5 separate regions of the Mus musculus genome follow, and all the other regions are linked to region 3. The links are chromatin contacts, called in public Hi-C, HiChIP or PLAC-seq and promoter capture Hi-C maps. All regions are on one chromosome and are shown on one strand. The core of a region is the stretch at or near the end of the contact, and the rest is flanking DNA. Distances in the headings are between cores, read along the strand shown.

Region 1 (2,700 bases), core at 51-2,550, 150 kb before region 3:
ACACTGGCAAGGGACCTTAAAAGTGGAGGAGAGGGACCTGAGAGCTACAGGGAGGTGTGGCCAGGGACGAGAGGTCAGAGATATGTGACAGGACAGACTGTAAACACAGGGTGAGGAGCCATGAGCCAAGCCATGTTGGAGGCCACCAGCACCTGAAAAAGGGAAGGGCAGAGATTCTCCTCAGAGCCTCCAGAAGAGAACATGGGCCTGCTGACGTCCTGACTCCAGCCCAGTGAGACCTATTGTGACTTCTGACCTCCACCATTGTGAAATAATGAATGTGCGTTGTTTTAAGCCACTAAATATGTGGTAATTGGTTGCAGCAGAAAGAGGAATACAAACAACATTTTTGTACCAAATATCCTTAACTGTAGCACATTCTGTTATAACCTTTGGCTGAGAAATTGTAAGTCTGGTTTTTTTTCCAGGTGTAGTGAGTGTTTTAAATCTTAGCACTTGGGAGGCAGAAGCAGATCTCTGTGAGTTCAACACCAGCCTGGTCTACATAGTGAGTTCTAGGCTAGATAGGACTCCATCATGAGAACCTGTTTCAAAAGGAAAGAGGAGGAGGAGGAGGAGGAAGAGGAGGAGGAGGAAGAGGAAGAGGAAGAGGAGGAAGTCTCTTTAGAGAGATTGCTTGCCAGGCTATGTGGAATGATATCATGCCTTTGGAGGAGTGACTGGACTTGCTGACATGTCCCTAGCTTCGAGGAATGCAGATAGCAAGCATTTTTCCAGGTGGCACACTGAGTCCTGATTTTAACTGACCATGGAGACCAGGGGAAGCTACAAAATTCAGGGAGCGTGGTTGGATATGCAGTCCCAGGACCCTTAGTCAGTATGGTCCAGGGACTGTGGATCAGGGATTGGATGGCCCTCAGACTGATGTGGGATCTCCTTTGTTCTGCCTGGGATTCAAGATTTAGCTTCCAAGCCTCCTGTGTGAAACACCCTAGCTCTTTTCAGCTCTCAGGAAACTCCCTCTAAGCCTTTCCCCTCCCTTAGCCAGGGCCCCAGCCAGCTGCTTCGCCTCCTGTGCTGCGGTTGTTTTCCCTTGACTAGCTGTCAGGCCGGTCTGCAGAGGGCCAGCCCAGCCTGTTCCAGGCGTACATTTGGGGCTCAGCCGTGGATACATTTGATTGGTTGTGGCTGGATCCAAGGGGTCCTACACAAGGCCTCTTGCTTTCTCCTTTTAGGGAAGTTGGTTCTCTCTTGCTTGTTTCTCCTCCTCTCTCTGGACGCATCACCGGCAAATCTCAATAGGGCCCAGTGCCCGCAACCAGTCTGTGATTCACGCTGAGCCTGCCAGATTGCTCACTCCAAAACCCGTGTCCTTCCTTCCCTGGACACAGCCGAGGATCCTCCACCACCACAACCATCTTAGCTTCAAATGTGAAAATAAAACAGGGGGAAAAATCACCGTAGAACCATTTTTAGTGACTCATCACATGGAACCTTTGTGTAAAACCAAGAGGCTCAGATGGCAGAGAGCTCACCCAGTTAGTGTACCCAAAGCCCTGGGTGCCACCCCAGTACTGCATAAGCCTGAGCATCGTGGTGCAAGCCTGTGGTCCCAGCACTCGGGAGGCCCAGGCAATGGGAAGTGGAAGGGGCAGAATCGGAAGCTGAAGACTGGCTTGACAGAATGGTAAAAGTACTTACTTACTATGAAAGCCTGTGTCCTGAATTCTGTCCCCCAGAACCCATGGTAGGAGAAAACAGACTCCAGAAAGTTCTCCTCTGATCTCCACATGTGTGGGCACATGTGTAATAACATCCATGTCACGTCACTAGGGCTTACTGGTTGCCAATGTAGCCTGAAAACACAACTCTAGGCTCAATGAAAGACTGTCTCAAAGGTTTTTCTTTCTTTGTTCTTTTAAAAGATCCCTTCATTTCTTTTCCTTTAGATATTTAGGTGAACAGTAATAATTTTAAAATAGGCTTTAATTTGTTTTTTTTTTGGAGAAGACTTGAATTTATAGAGAATATATGGGGCTAATACAGGGTCCTCATGTATATCTCATACCCTTCCCCCTACTGTAGACTCACGCTGGTGGGAGACCTTGGTTACAGTGGGTGAGCCAGTACTGATGCACAGCTTTCACTAGAGGACACACCCACACTTTGTTTGGATTCTCTTAGCTCTTCTTACCTAAGAACCATCTTTCTCTGCTCCGGGACCACATTTCCTTAGGTGGGCCCAGATTCCTAATCTCCTTGTGGTAGGGATAGGTTTCAGGCTTTCCTTGGTTCTTATATTTTCTTTCTAAAATTTTTGCCTTTTTTTTTTTTTTTTTTTGGTGTGATGAACATTTTTGGCCTGCTTGTATATCTGTGCGTCTTATTCATATAGTGCTCACAGAGGCAAAAAACAAAACAAAACAAAACAAAACAAAAAAAGTACCTGATCTTCTAGGACTAGGGTTACAGATGGGTGTGAGCCACCATGTGGCTAGGAATCAAACCCAGGTCCTCTGGAAGAGCAACAAGTGCTCCTAACCACTGAGCCATCTGTCCAGCCCCTAGAGCTTATATTTCCAGGAAGTTGGGTGCTTCTGATCATCTCCTCATAGTCAGGCTGCGTTGAGTTGGTGGGTCATGGATGGCCTACGTAGCGTCTGTGAAGTTGGAATCAAATGATGTATGAAGCCTACAGCATGCTTAGAAAAGTCAGTGCTGACACAATGATACACAAGG
Region 2 (2,700 bases), core at 58-2,557, 190 kb before region 3:
CGGTTCTGGGATTTATCAGAACAATAGGAAGGAAGTTAAGACACACATTCTCATCACCAACATGCATGTCACTCATCAACACGTGCCTCTGGCTGAGAACAGACACTGCTGCCTAGCTGGGCACTAGATCACAACCTAGTGCCCAACTGCTGGACCGATTTCTCCAGCTCAGTTCAAAATCTTGCTCCCTCTGAGTCAGAGGTTCAGTCAGATTCCATCAGTGTGTGTAGTGTACATGTGGAAAGCCCTCCTCAGAGCAAGACAGCCACCATCTTCATCTAAGCAGATGTGAGAACTTGCGACCTCCCTTCCCACTCGACTCCTGACCTAGAGACCGACCCTGTTTATTGATGTTCCCTTATAGAAGGATGGAGCAGGGACAGTCACTGAATTTTCATCTCAATTCTGGCCACTCCCTCTTGTAACCCTACTAGGTCATTCTGTCCTAATTCCACGTGGTCACTGGAGGTGTTAGAGTAGTAGTCTGTTGAAGATTAGCTGAAGGGGATTCCATTTAGACAGTTAGGGGAAGTCATCCGCCCTGGGGTAGAAATTTGCAGTAGTGCAGCTGCTTTGGGGCCCGCCCACATTCCTGTAGGTGACTCCTTCCCCAGGCTCTGTAAGTCTGATAAACTCATTGGATCCCAAGCTTGATTTCAGGGAAAAGGTAATTTGGTGGTGGTGCTCTGGGAAGGAGACATAGATATTTGTTTATGCCCCATCACGGAAAGAGCTGTGGAAACAGTTATGTAACTCTTCCCGCTGGTGTATGACCAAGGTATCCTGAAAGAATGGGAAAGAGATGGTCAAGCCACAACTTAGGACGAAGAAGCACAGTAAAAGTACGCAGGACTCCTAAACATCTCCAGCATGAATCTTTAAAACTGCCTGGTGTGACTCCAGCGTCAGGTCAAGAGAGTCTGGAACTAATTCTATTGCTCTTGGCTAGATAGATGAGCGTCTGCCGTCGTGGACTTCCAGCTTTGTTTGAGTGTGGACAGGAGAAGGTGGAAGTCCGCAGATTCATGCAGAAGTTGAACGGGAAGTCTGTTGGGACCAGAGCCCATTTTAGATCCTTGACTTCTTTGTGAGACAAAAGTACTAACAGTATAGGAACCCATCCATGCAGGAGGTAGAGCAAGAGACCGCAGCAGCTGGGAAATAGGGTCACAGGGCTGATTCCCTGCGGATTCTGACGCGTGTGTGTGTGTGTGTGTGTGTGTGTGTGTGTGTGTGTGTGTGTATGCAAAGCAGAGAAGTGAAGGCTTCCAAGCTCCAGATAAGACCTCACGTCCCCCTAGCATGCACTTGCCCCTGCGTCTATAGCCCCCAGCAAGCGGCAAGCCAGGGCATCCTCGTAGCCAGGGCAGCCCTGGGCACGGGGGCCCCAGGCGCAGCAGCTCCTCGCAGGGCGGAGGGCGGCGCGAGGGAGGGAGCGAGGGACGGGAAAGGCGAGCGAGCTGCCTCAAATGCCTGGAATAATTCCGCTTCCGTTTGGAAAGCCGCAGCCTCAGTCCCGCCGCCGCCCGCCGCGGCCGCCCAGCTCCAGCTCCGCGTCCAGCCGCCATGGCCACATCCCCACAGAAGTCGCCCTTGGTCCCCAAATCACCCACTCCCAAGTCGCCTCCGTCCCGCAAGAAGGATGACTCGTTCTTGGGGAAACTCGGAGGGACGCTGGCCCGGAGGAAGAAAGCCAAAGAAGGTAGGAACAGCCGAGGCCGTGGGCGCTGCAGGGATCGGGAGCCTGGAAGTGGGAGACCCCCCTGGCAGTGCCTGGGCGCGCCTCTCAGTGTCCCCATGTCGCCTCCAAAGCCCTAACCGGGTCGGTGTCATCTCTGGTCCACAGGCGGAGCCCAGGCTTTGGGTGGCTGTTGTCCCAGAGCCCAGGCCCAGCCGGTCCCCTGTGCTCTCCCCTAGGCCGCTGTCCCCGCCCTCTGCGCGCCCGAGGACTGGCATTTGCCAAGTTTCTGCTGGAAAGTTTTCTCGGGCGCCGTCATTCCCCGCTCTCAGCCTTCATTGGTCTGTTGCGCCGTCGTTTCCTGGGCGCCTTCAGGTCTTTTGCTGCAGCTGCAATGGCCTCCTTGGATCTCTCGCGGGCTCCCTGGACTTGTGTGGACTTTGATGATCTGTATAAAATGTTAGTTGACTGACTGAGAGAAGAACGTGCCGAAGTTGGGGGGGGGGGGATTGAGGAATGGTGAGATAAACTCACTACACCTAAGGACTGTGACCCTGCTGTGAACCTGGACATTCCATTCCAAGTTTTATTTAAAGAAAAAGAAAAGATTTCTTTTTCCCACCACAGTGAATTGCAGCAATCTCATTTTTTGTTTCCAGAATAGTTTCTGTGGAAAGTACTTTTTCCCCCGTAGGCAGAATTTACAACTCACATTTGGGCGTAGGAAATGCAGTGATGATTCTAAAAATCAATGTGGCGATAGGTGTGTGAATAAAAAGGGGTTTAAAATGTTTTCCTCTTTGGCATGGCTGGGATTGGATTTAGAGGGCCTTAGGTCTACTGCGTGAGCACCGCGGTCTTATTCTTTCTCTTTTGAGACTCTTTAGCCTTGTGCTTAGTCTTGTGTAGCCCAGGCAGAACTTTGTGGTCCTCCTGCCTCGGCTTCCAAAGTATTTGGGATTACAGGCCTGCCCAGCTTGGTGTTAATTGATTGTTCTTTTCTGTGGTACTGGGGGTTGATC
Region 3 (2,700 bases), core at 94-2,593:
CTCCTACATACACCCAGCACACATGCATGCACACACACGCACACACATGCTCATCCACATGCACATAAAATAAACATTTGTCTTCAAAAGAAGTTGTTGTATAGATCCAAACTGTGTCTAAAAGTCACATGTACACAAGAAAAATGTCTTTGAATGTGGAACCATTCATGTGGTTGTGGCGTTTCATTATAGAATAAGCTCAGAAGCAGGGTTGGCACACTAAAGCCAAATCTGCTCCACCAATAAAAGTTGGTAAGAACCCAGTCACATCAATGCCTCCACATTTGCTTAGGGTCACTTCCATGCAGCAGAGACCATGTGGAATGCAAAGCCAAAGACACTATCTAAAAAAAATTGCTGAGTCCCAGCCAGACTTGCTGCCACCCAAGCCATGGAGTCTTCGGTATCTGATAGTAGGGGGCAGGGGCCATCCCTCTCCTTCCCGGGATGAAAGAATTGGATCGCCACCCAAGAAAGATACTGAGAGACATTAACATCAAGAGACAACTGTAGGCTGGAATGTGGTTCAGCTGATAGACCATTTCCTTAACAAATACAAGGCTCTAGGTTCAATTCCCCAGTACTGTATAAACTGAACCTTGTGTTTAATGACAGTAATCCCAGCATGAAGGAGGAGGGGAGGCAGAAGGATCAGCAGTTCCTGGTTATCCTCACCTACATAGTGAGTTTCAGATCAACCCAAGTTACCTGAGACCCTCCCTCCCCTCAGAGAGGGGGAAGGAGAAAGATGTGGGAAAAGGAGAGGGAGTGGGAGGGCGAAGGAGGTATGTGGGAGGGGGGACGACGGAAGACACAGACTCAGAGAGAGAAAGTGGAGGGAAAGAGAAAGAGAAACTGCATGTGGGAGGGGGGACGACGGAAGACACAGACTCAGAGAAAGAAAGAGAGGGAAAGAGAAAGAGAAACTGCATGCTTATCTTCATGCATATTTGCAGTGACCGCAAGTATCATTCCTCTCGATGGTTTCTCAATATTGGAAACACACTTGATGTGGGCCGTTTTTGCAACTGCTGTCAATCTCCCATTATATTTAGCAGTGAAACCAAATGTACCCTCTGAAGAAGTTCATTATCGCATAAGGCAGCCAGATTTCTGAAGCACGGTGTCTGCTTCCTTACATCTTTCTCACACTGTGGGATTTCCATCCCTTACGATGCATCCCGCACAGAGCTGGCACCGGAAACAGCCGTATTTCAGCGATTCTGTCTGTTTGCACTACTGCGCCGTGCTTGTGTTTGGTGAAGCCAAGCCTCAGAGCGCGGCTAAAAGCTCTCAGTAGAAACAGAGACACACTCATCTGGAAGAAGAGTCAAGTTCTGTAGGAGCGTGGCCTGGAGCATTTCCAGCCCAGTGGTTGGGAAAGAGAGTGCCCACCCACTGCACACCCTGAGCAGGCCTTGGCTCTGTGACCAGCCTCGTTACCTCACCACGGTGGGAATATGGACTAAGAAACAATTTACATACAGGACCGATGAAGCGGAGCAAAGGGGAAAGGTTGTTTTAGGGTATTTTTTGATTTTGTTTTTTAATTAATTTTTAAATTAGCATACAAAGTGATGGGTTTCATTATAGTATCCTTACATAGATAGCATAGATGTCACTATCTTGTTGTCAGCTGCTTCCCGTTCCTCACGTTGCTCCCCATCCCCCGCAGCTGGTTTCCTTCTTTCCCCCAGATAGTCCCCTTTCTGCCGTCTTATATGTGTTCCAATATCTTATCTCTCACCTCCCTTAAAATCTCTTCCTTACCTCTTGTGCTGGCTTCATCACCTACACACACACACACACACACACACACACAGACACACACACACACACACACTGGCATATGCACACACACACACACACACACTGGCACATGCACACACACCCCAATTTTAATTCAAGGTTCTGCACATAAGGGAAAACATGTGGTATTTATCTTTCTGCAGTCAGGCTTATTTCATTTAACCTAATAATCTCCAGTTGCATCCATTTGACTACAAATGTCACGATTTCATTTTCTTTATGGCTACATAAAATTCCATTCTGTGCATGTACCACGTTTTCTCTTTTAGGTTTATTACGCATGTTTGCCTGCCTGTGTGTATATATACCATGAGAGGGCATGGGCTCCCCTGGAACTGGACTTATAAATGGTTGTGAGCCATCATGTGGGTGCAGGGAACTGAACCTGGGTCCTTTGCAGCCAAAACAAGTACTCTTAACTGAGCCATCCACCCGTCTCTCCAGAACTGGCATCAGAGTCTCTTTATTCACTCGTCTGTTGGTGGACATCTAGGTTGGTTTGATTTTGGCTATTATGACACAGATGTGCAAGCATCGCTGTGGCCTGTTGACAGAGATGCTTCAGATCGATCCCCGGGAGAGGTTTCGCTGGGACATATGGTGCTTCTCTGTGTTTAGCTTTTTGGGAAATCTACCACTGATGTCTATAATGACTGTGCCAGGTTAAATTCTCCTGGGTCCACCTGCCTTTGTAGCATGGTTTTTGTTTTGTTTTTTTCTTTCTTCCTTCCTTTCTTTCTCCCTTCCTTCCTTCCTTCCTTCCTTCCTTCCTTCCTTCCTTCCTTCCTTCCTTCCTCTCCCTCTCCCTTTCCCCCCCTCTCTCTTTTTGACACAAGTCTCACTTTATAGCCCTGGCTGTCCTGAAACTCCCTATGTAGACCAGGCTGGCTC
Region 4 (2,700 bases), core at 155-2,654, 190 kb after region 3:
CGAAATTATGCTAGCAGTTGTCCAAGTCAATTGTGATTCATTTGATAGTGCTCTCCTCCAAGACACACTGCAACCAAATAGACTTGCTCACCAGTAATATATCTGATGACATAGTTAGCTCTCGTTAATTGACAGAATGATTCAGGCTTTTATGGATGGCATTAATTGGTCCCTCGTGTCCATGTAATAATTGACCAGACAGAGGCAGCAGCATTAGCTCTCATCCAGCCAGAAGAGTTTGGAGATGAGGTTAATGTAGTAAGGATGACAAAACGTCTGTATTTTTAATCAAGACTTTATCAATGAGTTGAAGGAAAGAAAAAAAAGAGAGAAAATATTCAGGGAGGAATTCAGATAGTCTTAATTATGAACATTGTGTTCTAGCCTGCAGAGAGATGCAGCAGAGTGCAGCCCGGCCTCCTCTCTGCTCCTCAGGTGTCCTAGGATCTAAATGATACAGGGCTGGATGCCCCTGTACCTGAACCAAGGTGACGTAAAGGAGAGCCTTAGGCAGCTGTTTGTGAAATTTGTTTTTAGGAACTTGACATCAAGGCCTGTAAAATCGGAGCATGTAGGATTTATCGTCAAGTCTCTTGCTATGGAAGATACCCAGAATGTTCCATCAGCTTCTTGAAACTCAGTTGTCTCCTGTCACCATGTTTCTAGGGAAATAACCCCAGCCCACCATGGTAGAGTTTTTTCCTGTGTGAAAGTGTGTCACAGTGGGGCTGGAGAGAGATGTCTCAGCAGTCAAGACTGCTTGGTTCCTGGCACCCATGTTGGGAGGCTCACGGTCACCAGTCTCTTCAGCTCTAGGGGATCGGGCACTCTGGTGCCCTCTTCTGGCATTGACAGTCACTTGTACACACCTGCATATATACACGCGTGCAAAGATAAAATCAAACAAAAATTAAATGCTGTTTATACCGTAGCCGTGTGGTTCACCCCTGCTGCCTCCCTGCCCCGGCCTCTTTTATCATACATAGTTACTGTACAATCACACTTGGCAATTTTAATTTATCCTGGTTTTTTACTTGGCATGTTCTTGGCATGTCACAATAGCCGTTCTTGATTCTTTGGTTTTCAAAACTCCTGAGGTGCCTCCACAGCATTTTCTAAACCAAATTAACAGGTCCTTCTTTGTGTTTACCGGTTGGGTACTTGTTTCACAGAGAGTACCTTGAGCTTGCCTTGGGCAAGGCTGTGTTTGAGGACATGACACATGTAATTATGTAAGGATTTAATAGATGTTTTTTGTTTGTTTGTTTGTTTTTCAATTGAGTTGCAATCGTTACCTTTTGAGGAATGAGAATTTGAAGTTTGAGTCCAAGAAGGACAGCTTGGATCAAATTAGATATTGTGAAATCCTGTGAGTAAGTGGTTGGCTACCAGCCCTGGGACATTATTACAGTGTGGAGTAAAACCATCTGAGGTATGGGAGACGAGTCGATGACTCCGTGGAGAGGAGAGGACAGGGTGAGGTTTAAGTCAGAGCTGATTCCCCCCCCCCCCCCCCGTGGTGAGTAATAAGCTTCAGCTGTTCACCCTAACTTCGTTATGTGTGCTGTGGGTGTGACCTGGAGGTAGCCATGGGCATCTGGCACTCAGCATGGGTAGTAGGGTCTGATAGACCAGGCTAGCATCAGTTGATCCGCTGTGCTATGGGGCAACATGGATCTCAGGCTCTGCTTCCCCATCACAGGGAATGTGATGCCCTGTGCCTGAAATTGTTAAACACCAGTGAAAAGACTGCCTCGGGGTACCTGGCAGATTTTCCACAAGTGATTCTTGGCGCTGATTAGACATAAGGCTCTTCATTATAGGGACGTTAAATTTTTTAATTACATTGTACTTACTCTGTATGCACACACTCCGGTGAGCGCCACAGTAGGTGTATGGCAGTTAGAGGATGACTTGTGGGACTTTGGTTTCTTCCCCTTTCAATCTTGTGGGTCCTCGGGACTGAACTCAGGGTGTCAGGCTTGGCCACAAGCACCTTTACCCATCTCATTAGCTGCCGAGAACCGTGAACTCTTTCCTGGTCCTCCTGCCTCCCCTTCCTGAGTGCTGGGACCACAGGTGCGTGCTGCTATGTCTGTTCAGTGTGGTCCTGGGGGTTCAACCCAGGCCTTAGTGCATGTAGCTACATCCCCACCTCTTTAAATCCTACCTCTAGTTGCATGTGGCTTCCACTGTCTCAGAAAGCATGCCTTTCTTATCCAGTATCCAACAGCTGCCCTGAATGCGAGGGGACCAGCAAACTACGCTTTTCTGGGTTTTTGTTTGTTTGTATGTTTGTTTGTGACAGGGTCTCCAGTATGTGGCCTTGCCTCTCTCTGGAATTCATAGAGATCCACCTGCCTCAGCCTCCTGGGAATTAAAGGCATGTACCACCTTGACCTGTCGACCCTTGCTTTTCCTACTGGAAAACATGCACCCCCTCTGTGTGATGGAATCTCAGAGGCACTGTTGCAGGGAAGATCTGGCAACAGCTGTAGTGTTAAGTCGTGTTAGCCTAGGCGTTATTCCTCAGGGTGTTTTCATACTGGTAAGAAGTTGCATTTGTTTCTCAGTGGCAAATGGTGAAATGAACAGGTATGCATTAGCCCAATGCTGTCAATCTATAGTGTGTGTCAGAGCAGTACCATATACCACATGCCTCACCATAAAGCTATCAACCAAAACCCAAAACAGTTTCTT
Region 5 (2,700 bases), core at 23-2,522, 140 kb after region 3:
AGCCTGCTGCAGTGGGAGGGGATGTTCTCCGAAGCCAGCCTGGTTGCTCTTTGTAGAATGACATTTGGCTATCCCAGGGACCAGGGCTCCACTACAGAGGAGGATCCTGGGATACCATCCCTTGGGGGTTTTCTCTTCATGCTTGACAGGCCTTCTGGCAGATGCTCTCAAGGTTCACGTGCCACGGTGGCATACGTGCAGGAGGGAACAAATTCTTCAGTCATTCGGCTCCACATAGCTGGCGTCGAGTGGGACCGAGTCCCTTGAGTCCTTCCCACCCTTGCAGGAAGATCTTGTGCTTTAGATTTGTATTTGAAATCTATTCTTTTTTTATTGGCTGGGGATGTGGTTGTTCCTGGCAGCACAGACCTCTAGGTTTAATCTACAGCCTTGGGAAACAGGGCATGGCAGTGCTCCCCTGTAATCCCAGTAGTGCTCCCCTGTAATCCCAGCACTCAGGAAGTGGAGCTAGGTTGACCAGAAGTTCAAGGTCTACATAGAGAATTCTGGCCAACCTGGACTTAATGAGACCCTGCCTCAACATTATGTCCCTCTAAAAATTCTGAAATCCCCCACTTCAGGATCAGCCCTGTACTGGCCAGATAAAACACACACAGGTTTGATTGGCCTGTTTCCATTCTTGCTTCTAACTTGCAGCTGAATGGCTAGTTAAGACGTTGTTGTGTGTCCTGTCCTGTCCCATCTGTTTTTCCCCAGCCCCAATTCATGTGCCCAGCTCCCAGCTCCCAGCTTCCCCTTCCTCTATGACTGTCCTCTGAGTAGGTTCTGGGGAAAGCTGCATGAGGCAAGGAAGGCAGGCCCAGCTTTCCAAATGGCTCTGGTTGCTGACAGCGAATGTCCCCACCCTAGCTGGTGTGAAGCTTCCCTCCACAGGTTGGGGACATTCTCTTTCCAGAATGCTCCCAGCTGCATGCAGACTTGCGGGTTTTTTGGCTATCTACCTTTAGGAAAGTAGGTGGCAGGTGGTCACTTGTACATAGTGCTTGTCTAACTGAGTTGACAGAGTTTGTGTTGTCACCAAGTCTAAAGAGATGCAGCCAGCATAAATTCCACCAACACTGGCTCATCCACTACCCGAGGCTCTTAACTCAACAGAGGAGTGATTTATTTCTCAGTAATTCCCACTATTTCTGTAATAGGGTGTTGTACCTTTAACCCCGCGTGTCTCTGTCAGGAGCCCAAGGAGGCTGTGCTCAGACCAGCAAAGACTTCTGAGAGGAGAGCAGATGGTAGCACAGCTGCCACCAGCTGTGCCCTGCCTGCCCTCCCCCTTCACCACGGATGATGTAATGGAAACAAAGACACTTTTGCTTTCTGTGGCACTGAGCCTCTCAGCCTGTCATGCACTCGGGAGTGAGAACCCAAACTTGTGGCATTTGTTTTATGCTCTTGTGAGTTTCTGCTATAGCCAGAGAATCCTCTTTTTATCTAGGGTAGTGAAGTCGGGCCGAAACCGGTTGCTCAGCTGCTGTGGGTGGATCCTGCGTCCGTCCTTTCTTCCCCGGCTTCTCCTTCCTCAGCTTTCCCTTGAAGCATAGCTTTGGGATGTTGCATTGTGAAGCTCCCACTTCTTTGCTCACAGGTTGTTTTAATCTAAATTAATGGCGTAAGACATTTGGTGGTGTACATCTATAATCCCAACAACACTCAGGAGTCTAAGGCAGAAGGAGAGTGAGAATTAGAGCCAGCCTAAGCTATCTAATGAGATCGTGCCTTTGAAAATGTTTTTTCCCCCTCCATTGAGATTTTCCTTTGTAAATAGTTGCCCACTTTGCCTATAACTCAATTGTAAACTTTTTATGTGAAAATGATTTTTAAGATCTCTTGCTGAGAACTGAATCCATGGAAGCTTCAGATTGGAGTTATTCTATCAGCTATTAACCTGATCACATTTGTGCTTGGTGTTAATGTAGTTTTGGGCTCCTGGGAAAGATGATCAAATAAATGAGGACAACAGGTCCTTGGAGACTTGCCATCTAGGATATTGTGGTTTTGAGGGGTGGAATTCAGCAGGGTGATTAGATATTGGTAAGTTTGGTGTTGGCTGTGGGATATGTGTCTAGGACGAGGGTAACTCAGTTCCCAGTACTTCCCAGTTGTATCTGTTTTTGAGTATGGGTGTCTTTCTCCTTAAGTTAACACTATCCGATTACTGTCTGTTGGTGGCCAGCCAGATTTAAAATGAGGCAACCGTTTTTCCTCACTAGGGAGGAAGAGTCTAGTATGGTTGTGGGTTTCACAGGGCCAGAGAGTACACAACCTGCATGGTTTTGTCCCCTGATCAGGAAGAGATGGGTTTTCTGCATTGGCCTTGCAGTATCTCCATCTGTCCAGGGAGGAAGCACTCCCCTTGGCTCCCTGTCTTGTGGCATAAGATAGAATGCCTCAGGCTATCTTGGAGGGAAGTGTGGTAGTTCCTGGGCTAGTTGAATTGGAGACTGGGCCTCCCTTTAGGGGATCTGCTTTAACTTTGTCAGAGAAAGTTGACTCTCCTTAGTGCTACCTCAGCCAGTCGGAGACAGAGTCATGTGAGCCCATGTAAGGCCAGGGTCACCCTTCGTGATCAAGCTTTTGCTAGCACATAAACGAATCTTAATGTTCGACCAGTAGTCAGCGGTCCCCGAGAGCATCCCTTTTCTCTAAGACCTTTGAAAATGGATTCTCTGTGAAGTCAGTCAA

Evidence for each region. Hi-C and Micro-C count contacts between places; a contact is called where the count stands out from the background. HiChIP or PLAC-seq counts read pairs in DNA pulled down with a chosen protein or histone mark. Capture Hi-C pulls out chosen DNA fragments and counts their contacts.
Region 1: a Hi-C map of muscle stem cells shows a contact between it and region 3, with 2.0 times the contacts expected there. The contact joins two enhancer-like sites. A contact is called at or near these places in 1 of 15 datasets of contacts at CTCF or cohesin (the NIH/3T3 cell line), 18 of 484 Hi-C or Micro-C datasets (cerebral cortex, cranial neural crest, embryonic fibroblasts and 5 more), 6 of 115 datasets of contacts at active chromatin or transcription factors (the NIH/3T3 cell line, embryonic fibroblasts, embryonic stem cells and 2 more) and 1 of 9 other capture datasets (embryonic stem cells).
Region 2: an H3K27ac HiChIP or PLAC-seq map of extraembryonic endoderm stem cells shows a contact between it and region 3, with 4 times the contacts expected there. The contact joins the promoter of Parva here to the enhancer-like site in region 3. A contact is called at or near these places in 3 of 39 promoter capture datasets (cranial neural crest, maxillary cranial neural crest and second pharyngeal arch cranial neural crest), 7 of 115 datasets of contacts at active chromatin or transcription factors (craniofacial prominence, embryonic forebrain, embryonic stem cells and 3 more) and 3 of 9 other capture datasets (adipose tissue, embryonic stem cells and pancreatic islet).
Region 4: a contact with region 3 is called in a Hi-C map of muscle stem cells, with 1.6 times the contacts expected there. The contact joins two enhancer-like sites. A contact is called at or near these places in 3 of 484 Hi-C or Micro-C datasets (cerebral cortex, embryonic stem cells and muscle stem cells) and 3 of 115 datasets of contacts at active chromatin or transcription factors (embryonic stem cells, kidney and large pre-B cells).
Region 5: a promoter capture Hi-C map of adipose tissue shows a contact between it and region 3. The contact joins two enhancer-like sites. A contact is called at or near these places in 1 of 484 Hi-C or Micro-C datasets (nephron progenitors) and 2 of 9 other capture datasets (adipose tissue and pancreatic islet).

What each region holds. Positions count from the first base shown.
Region 1 is chr7:112,466,736-112,469,435 of GRCm38.p6, forward strand. All of the region lies in intron 1 of Parva (parvin, alpha), which reads left to right. Among named protein-coding and RNA genes, the nearest start is that of Gm45998, 17 kb to the left of the region's middle. Within about 2 kb of position 1,301, at least 166 of the 459 cell types and tissues checked have an H3K27ac peak or open chromatin away from gene starts, as enhancers often do. A contact at or near this core is called in the NIH/3T3 cell line and muscle stem cells, where this site is marked.
Region 2 is chr7:112,426,399-112,429,098 of GRCm38.p6, forward strand. Parva (parvin, alpha) reads left to right here and starts at 1,308. Exons shown (of 13, transcript NM_020606.5): 1 at 1,308-1,702. The coding sequence starts at 1,567.
Region 3 is chr7:112,619,723-112,622,422 of GRCm38.p6, forward strand. No RefSeq gene overlaps it. Among named protein-coding and RNA genes, the nearest start is that of Gm24154, 2.8 kb to the left of the region's middle. Within about 2 kb of position 1,344, at least 28 of the 459 cell types and tissues checked have an H3K27ac peak or open chromatin away from gene starts, as enhancers often do. A contact at or near this core is called in the NIH/3T3 cell line, adipose tissue and muscle stem cells, where this site is marked.
Region 4 is chr7:112,812,522-112,815,221 of GRCm38.p6, forward strand. The region is part of intron 2 of Tead1 (TEA domain family member 1); the gene reads left to right. Among named protein-coding and RNA genes, the nearest start is that of Tead1, 130 kb to the left of the region's middle. Within about 2 kb of position 1,405, at least 38 of the 459 cell types and tissues checked have an H3K27ac peak or open chromatin away from gene starts, as enhancers often do. A contact at or near this core is called in muscle stem cells, where this site is marked.
Region 5 is chr7:112,759,674-112,762,373 of GRCm38.p6, forward strand. All of the region lies in intron 2 of Tead1 (TEA domain family member 1), which reads left to right. Among named protein-coding and RNA genes, the nearest start is that of Tead1, 82 kb to the left of the region's middle. Within about 2 kb of position 1,273, at least 98 of the 459 cell types and tissues checked have an H3K27ac peak or open chromatin away from gene starts, as enhancers often do. A contact at or near this core is called in adipose tissue, where this site is marked.